2 separate regions of the Sus scrofa genome follow, and region 2 is linked to region 1. The links are chromatin contacts, called in public Hi-C maps. All regions are on one chromosome and are shown on one strand. Each heading gives the region's core, a stretch centred on a gene start, on an enhancer-like site or on the middle of the called end of the contact. The rest is flanking DNA. Distances are from core to core; before and after follow the strand shown. Region 1 has its middle 11 kb from the start of KRT8. Region 2 has its middle 13 kb from the start of KRT18.

Evidence for each region. A called contact is a pair of places that touch in the nucleus more often than the background predicts.
Region 2: a contact with region 1 is called in a Hi-C map of fetal liver, with 2.1 times the contacts expected there. The contact joins two enhancer-like sites. A contact is called at or near these places in 3 of 5 promoter capture datasets (fetal liver, fetal skeletal muscle and liver), 29 of 47 Hi-C or Micro-C datasets (adipocytes, adipose tissue, alveolar macrophages and 17 more) and 2 of 2 datasets of contacts at active chromatin or transcription factors (alveolar macrophages and skeletal muscle).

Annotation. Positions count from the first base shown.
Region 1 is chr5:18,167,833-18,170,888 of Sscrofa11.1, forward strand. No RefSeq gene overlaps it. Among named protein-coding and RNA genes, the nearest start is that of KRT8, 11 kb to the right of the region's middle. Within about 2 kb of position 1,394, at least 12 of the 83 cell types and tissues checked have an H3K27ac peak or open chromatin away from gene starts, as enhancers often do. A contact at or near this core is called in fetal liver, where this site is marked.
Region 2 is chr5:18,229,110-18,232,165 of Sscrofa11.1, forward strand. No RefSeq gene overlaps it. Among named protein-coding and RNA genes, the nearest start is that of KRT18, 13 kb to the left of the region's middle. Within about 2 kb of position 1,527, at least 21 of the 83 cell types and tissues checked have an H3K27ac peak or open chromatin away from gene starts, as enhancers often do. A contact at or near this core is called in fetal liver, where this site is marked.

The DNA.
Region 1 (3,056 bases), core at 144-2,643:
CAAAAAAAAAAAAAAAAAAGTATATATAATACCCTTTGTGAAAGACAGGCATGCGTGGATACATGTGTGTGTGTGCCTAAGGAATTCTATACACATAAACTCTACCTGGAGTGTATTATAAGAAAAAGGTGACATTAATTACCCTCTGGGAGAGAAACTGGGTGAGTGGAGAGGAAGGAAGCCCTTTTGTACTTTATAACTGTATGCAAGAGACATTTCTTAACCAAAAAACAAGGTTGGAATTTTCGAGCTAAGTACGATATATGTACATATGACAAAAATCTAGTATTGTCCAAAAAGTACTGGACCCAGTGTCAGGCCCCACTGCTATCGCTTGCAGTGTAACCGGACCCCAAATCTAGGTGCATCAGATGGGGATTTCTTTTCTTTCCTTTTTTTTTTTTCCTTTTTTGGCCACCCCACAGCCTGTGGAGTTTCCAGGCCAGGGATGAGATCCAAGCCGCAGTTTCAGCACAAGCCGCAGCTGCAGCAACGCCAGATCCTTAACCCACTGTGCCAGGCCGGGCCAGGGGTTGAACCTGTGTCCCAGTGCTCCCAAGGTACCGCCAATCCTGTTGCACCACAGTGAGAACTCCTGAGGATTTTAATACCTGCTTCCCAGGATCCTCGGAGGGTTGAATGTGATACAGCCCAAGATCTGCCACCAAATAGGCAGTAAAGAAATGTTAGGGTTGGAGTTTCCTGGTGGCTCCTCAAGTTAAGGGTATGGCGTTGTCACTGCTGGGGCTCGCCTGGCCCAGGAACTTCTGCATGCCATGGGCATGGCAAAGAAAGGAAGGAAGAAATATTAGTATTCATCCTACTTCCATTCAACCTTCCTCAGGGTTCTCATCCAAAAGAGAAGAGGAGTTCCCATCATGGCTCAGGGGTAACCCACCCGGCTAGTATCCATGAGGATTCGGGTTCGATCCCTGGCCTCGCTCAGTGGGTTAAGGATCCAGTGTTGCCGTGAGCTGCGGTGTAGGTCGCAGACGCGGCTCGGATCTGGCTTTGCTGTGGCTGTGGCGTAGGCTGGCAGCTGCAGCTCTGATGAGCCCCCTAGCCTGGGAACCTCCATATGCCGCAGGGGCAGCCCTAAAAAGCAAACCAAATATAAAAGAGAGAGAGAGAGAGAATTGGCTGTCCGGCTCCTTTACACGATTAAACACTGAAAGGTAGATGAGATGGCCTCTCTTAAATGCTATGTCCTTGATCAGATGGTAGTAGATCCACAATAACCAGGAAGAGGGGCGGGGTTGGGGGGGCGGGGGAACTCTCCCTGGAGCCTTCCTGCCTTTGCCTGAGCAAACAGCGGGGGTGTAGAAATTCCAGGAGAATATTGGTGGGGCCCTTGGCTGCCCTTCCCCGCTCCATGTGCCCACCTCCAGCGGGAGGGGGTGGGCAGGGCCCGATAAGAGGGGTGGCTGGCTTCCCAGAGGATCGGGTGGGGCACAGTTGAAAATGTTGACTTGGGGCCTTAATGGACAGGAGGTCTCTCCCTGGGTGCTGCACCTCCTGGCACCGGGGACCCCTGGAGAGGGCCGATCACACATGAACAGCGGGCAGAGGCTGGTGGTATTTTATGCGATTTTTGTTTCAATTATATACGTGTGTATAAACGTTGGCAGATCATGATAAAAATGTTCGTACTCAGAGCCGCTGCCACAATGGTGGAGAGTCATTGCTCTAGATAATGGGGCTGTTAAGTTTTATCATCGGAGAGTGAAGTCCTTTATTGTGACAGAGTCCAGAAAGAAGCCTGGCCCTGGTCCCGGGACTGGGGGAGGTAAAATGCCTGCGCTCCGTGTGGAAACAGCTCTCCTGAGATGGGCGGAAAAAAAAAGAAAAAGAAAAGAAAAAGAAAAAAAAGAGTGCTGAGAAGCTATAGCCTCAAAATTTGGAGTTCCCGTCGTGGCGCAGTGGTTAACGTATCCGACTAGGAACAACGAGGTTGCGAGTTCGATCCCTGGCCTTGCTCAGTGGGTTAAGGACCCGGCATTGCCGTGAGCTGTGGTGTAGGTCGCAGATGCAGCTCAGATCCCACGTTGCTGTGGCTCTGGCGTAGGCTTGTAGCTACAGCTCCAATTTGACCCCTAGCCTGGGAACCCCCATATGCCTCGAGAGCAGCCCTAGAAAAGGCAAAAAAAAAAAAGACAAAAAACAAACAAACAAAAAAAAGAGTGCTGTGATGGGCGGCTAGAGGGGCAGGAAGAAGGGCCTGGGGCTGGGAAGCCTGGAGCCCAGGGATTCGACCCTGGGGAGATCCCACAACAGGACCAGAACCTGAGCTTCCTGCACTAGGCTGTCCCCACTACTGACCCCTCTGCACGTGTTTATTCTCCATCGGTGTTTGGGAAGGTCTGGAAGTGCCCCCATCTCGGGAGTGCTAAAAAAGAGCTTGTCCACCCTTGGTCGGGCACTCAAGAGCCAGCGTGTCTGCCTGCAGCTCCAGCTCTGCGGGTGATGGTGGAGCCAAGCCCCAGGGGTGCACCCTCCCCCCACCCAGCCCTGCTCTGGCCCTAAACTCTGGCGATTCCCCCCCCCACCCCCAGACACCCAGCCCTGCTCTGGCCCTAAACCCTGGAGACCATGCTCCCAGGAGATAGGCAAAATCCCTTTACACACTTCACACAACCTATACACACCCATAGACACACAGCACGCCCTCCATGTGCAAACACAGAAGGCGCACGCCCTGTACCTACTCAGATCTATGTACGATATAAGCGTGGCATGTAGGTGGGTGTAAAGGGGTGGGTGGTGAGGAGCCACGCAGGGCGGGTTGCTCTGTGAGCCGAGCAGGGAAGGGGCCATCTGTCAATGCCAAGTCCCGTATTATCTTGGCTCCTGGAAATTGTGGAAGTGACACACCCAGCTGTTGAGAATGGACTCTGGGCCTCTGAACAGATGGGAAAACCAGCACTCCTTGTCCCCCACCACCAAGGAATGAAAATGGTACAAAGACATCTCTGGCCACCAAGGAAACACCGTGTGCCTGGTTGTGGAGTATGGGTAGGCGAACTGGACAGTCCCATGTTCGAATCTCGGACCTGCCA
Region 2 (3,056 bases), core at 277-2,776, 61 kb after region 1:
ACCCCCTGCGCCTGGGGGGTATTAAGGAGGAAATGGGGCCAGAGGGAAATGAGTGTGGCCATACAAGGACAACACCTGAGATCCTTGTAGTGATGGAAACGTCTTGTGTCTTCACATTATCAATGTCAACATCTTGTTTGTGACAAAGTACGATAGTTTTGCAAGATGCTACCCTTGGGGGAAACTGGGTGAAGAGTACATGGGATTTCTCTGTGTTATTTCTGACAGCTCCATGTGTCTACAATTATGTCGAAAGGTTTAATTTAAAAAAAATGGGTATATAAAAGGTTTTGCATTTATTTTTTTCCAAAAAACAAAGGTATTTAAGGTTGCTTTTTATTTTATTTTTTGCTTTTTAGGGCTGCACCTGTGGCATATGAAATTCACCCAGGCTAGGGATGGTATCAAAGCTGCAGCTACACCACAGCCACAGCAAAGCTGGATGGACCCCCTTAACCCACGAAGCAGAGTTCAAACCCACGAAGCAGAGTTCAAACTCACGTCCTCATGGATAAAATAGTCGGGTTCATTACTGCTGAGCCACATCGGGAACTCCTAAGGTTGTTTTTTTGGTTTTGGGGGCTTTTTTTTTTTTTTTGTCTTTTTGCCTTTTTGCCTTTCCTAGGGCCGCTCCCGCGGCATATGGAGGTTCCCAGGCTAGGGGTCGAATCAGAGCTGTAGCCCCTGGCCTACACCACAGCTCACAGCAACACCGGATCCTTAATCCACTAAGCAAGGCCAGGGATCGAACCCTCAACCTCTTGGTTCCTAGTCGGATTTGTTAACTGCTGAGCCACAATGGGAACTCCAAGTTTGCTTTTTAATAGTCAATCTTTACCCTAAATTTATAGGGCGGGCCACACACGTACACCCAAGATTTTTCCCTTGAGTGTTAGGAGAATGCTCCCCCATCTTAGCTTAGGAGACTCAGGTTGGTTGCAGGTGCTCCGGGAATCACCCTGTGCTCCCAGGAATCCCAGGACAAACTGGAAACCAGGCGACTCTCCCAGCTGGGGGACGTTGGGGAAGTGGCGGTCAGAGGGCGCGGGAAGCCCAGCCCAGGGGTGCGAACCCAGACTGGGCTGGGGCCATGGGACAGGCGGACAGCCCTGAGCCCTCGGAGCTGGGGACACCCAGGCGCCCGCCGCTGACTCTACTCGGGGTGAAGGGCACCAGGGCCCCGGGGAAGGCAGAGAAGACAAAAGGCAGCGGGCCGCCGGAATGCGGCTTCCCCACGCGGATTGCTCGGGAAAGGAGCCGAAAGTAGGGTCCGGCCGAGCCAAGAAACGGCTACCCGCCCCCTCCCGCTCCAGAGAGTCCTTTAAGAATTTTTAAAATCTAGGGTCCCTCTCGCCGCCCACCAGTCCCCATACCCCGCGATCCTCGCAGTCCTGGGCTCTGACGCCTTCTCTCCGTCCCTCCCTGCACCCCCCTGCGTTCCCACCTTGGCTGCGGCTCTAAGGGGACTCCCACCCCGACACAAAGCTTCCTTTTGTTCTTCCAGTTCCTTTTTGCCCCTCAGCCCCGCCCACGAGCACTGCGGCCTCGGGGGAGGCCTTGCTGCAGTCATGTTTGAGCAGCGCTCTGCAGGTGTAAACCTAGGGAGATAGGACAGAAAGACCCAGGGACCCAGAAGCAGCCCTCTCGCTGGTCTACGAAGCTTGAAACCCTAGGAGAACTCTTCACGGGCAGGTTCTTTACCTGTCAATGCCTTAGTTTCCCTGTTCCTAAAATAGGATCTTTAATCTTTGTTCCTAAAATAAGGACTTTATCTTGGAGTTCCCATGGTCTAAGGAGGAACCATGAGGTTTTGGGTTCACTGGCCTCACTCAGTGGGTTAAGGATCTGGTGTTGCGGTGAGCTGTGGTGTAGGTCGCAGACGCGGCTCAGATCCTGCGTTGCTGTGGCTGTGGTGTAGGCTGGTGGCTGTAGCTCGGGTTAGACCCCTAGCCTGGCAACTTCCATATGCCTCGGATCCGGCCCTTAAAAGCAAAAAAAAGGGGGACTTTATCTTTAATAGTGCGTGCTGGGGGAGGGGGTTACCTGAATTAACACATGTAAAGTTTTGTGGGGTTTTTTTGGGTTTTTTTTTTGTCTTTTTTGCTCCCTCGGCATACGGAGGTTCCCAGGCTAGGGGTCGAATCGGATGGAGCTGTAGCCACTGGCCTACGCCACAGCCACAGCAACTCAGGATCCGAGCCGCGTCTGCGACTTACACCACAGCTCACGGCAACGCCGGATCCTTAACCCACTGAGCAAGGCCAGGGATCGAACCTGCAACCTCATGGTTCCTAGTCGGATTCGTTAACCACTGAGCCACGATGGGAACGCCACATGTAAAGCCTTTCTTTTTTTTTTTTTTTAACTTTTTAGTCTAGCCCACAGTAAGTGCTAAGTGCTGTGTAAGTCTTGATATTATCATAAGCAGTTGAGTACCAGAATCCCTATGTCATTTTCCCAGGTTCCACGACTGCACCTGTGCCTTCCCTCTCTGGAAGGCCTGTCACAAGCTGGTTATGCCCACTGGTCACTGGGAATGATAAAATGGTGCCCAGACACCCCCACTGCCACCCAGCAAGTCCCCTTACCCTCACCTGGGCCCAGGTGCCTCTCCTTGGTGAAGCAGGGTAAACTGAGGGACACTCTGGCCCCACTCGGACTGGGTGACCCGTCAAAGAGTGAAAGTTGGGAAGCTCTAAACCCCGAATCCAGGAGTTCCCGTCATGGCTCAGAGGAAACCCATCTGACTAGCATCCATGAGGACACAAGTTCAATCCCTGGCCTCACTCAGTGGGTTAAGGCTCCAGCGTTGCGGCGAACTATGGTGTAGATCACAGATGTGGCTCAGATCCTGCGTTGCTGTGGCTGTGGTGTAGGGCAGCAGCCACAGCTCTGATTGGACCCCTAGCTTTGGAACCTCCATATGCCTCAGGTGCAGCCCTAAAAAGACAAAAAAAAATTAAATAAGTAAACTCCGAGGCCTTGTCCCAGCCCTGTCGCTACTTTCATGAGCTTGAGTCTGCCACCCTCTGGGCCTTAGTTTTTTCATGAGTGCA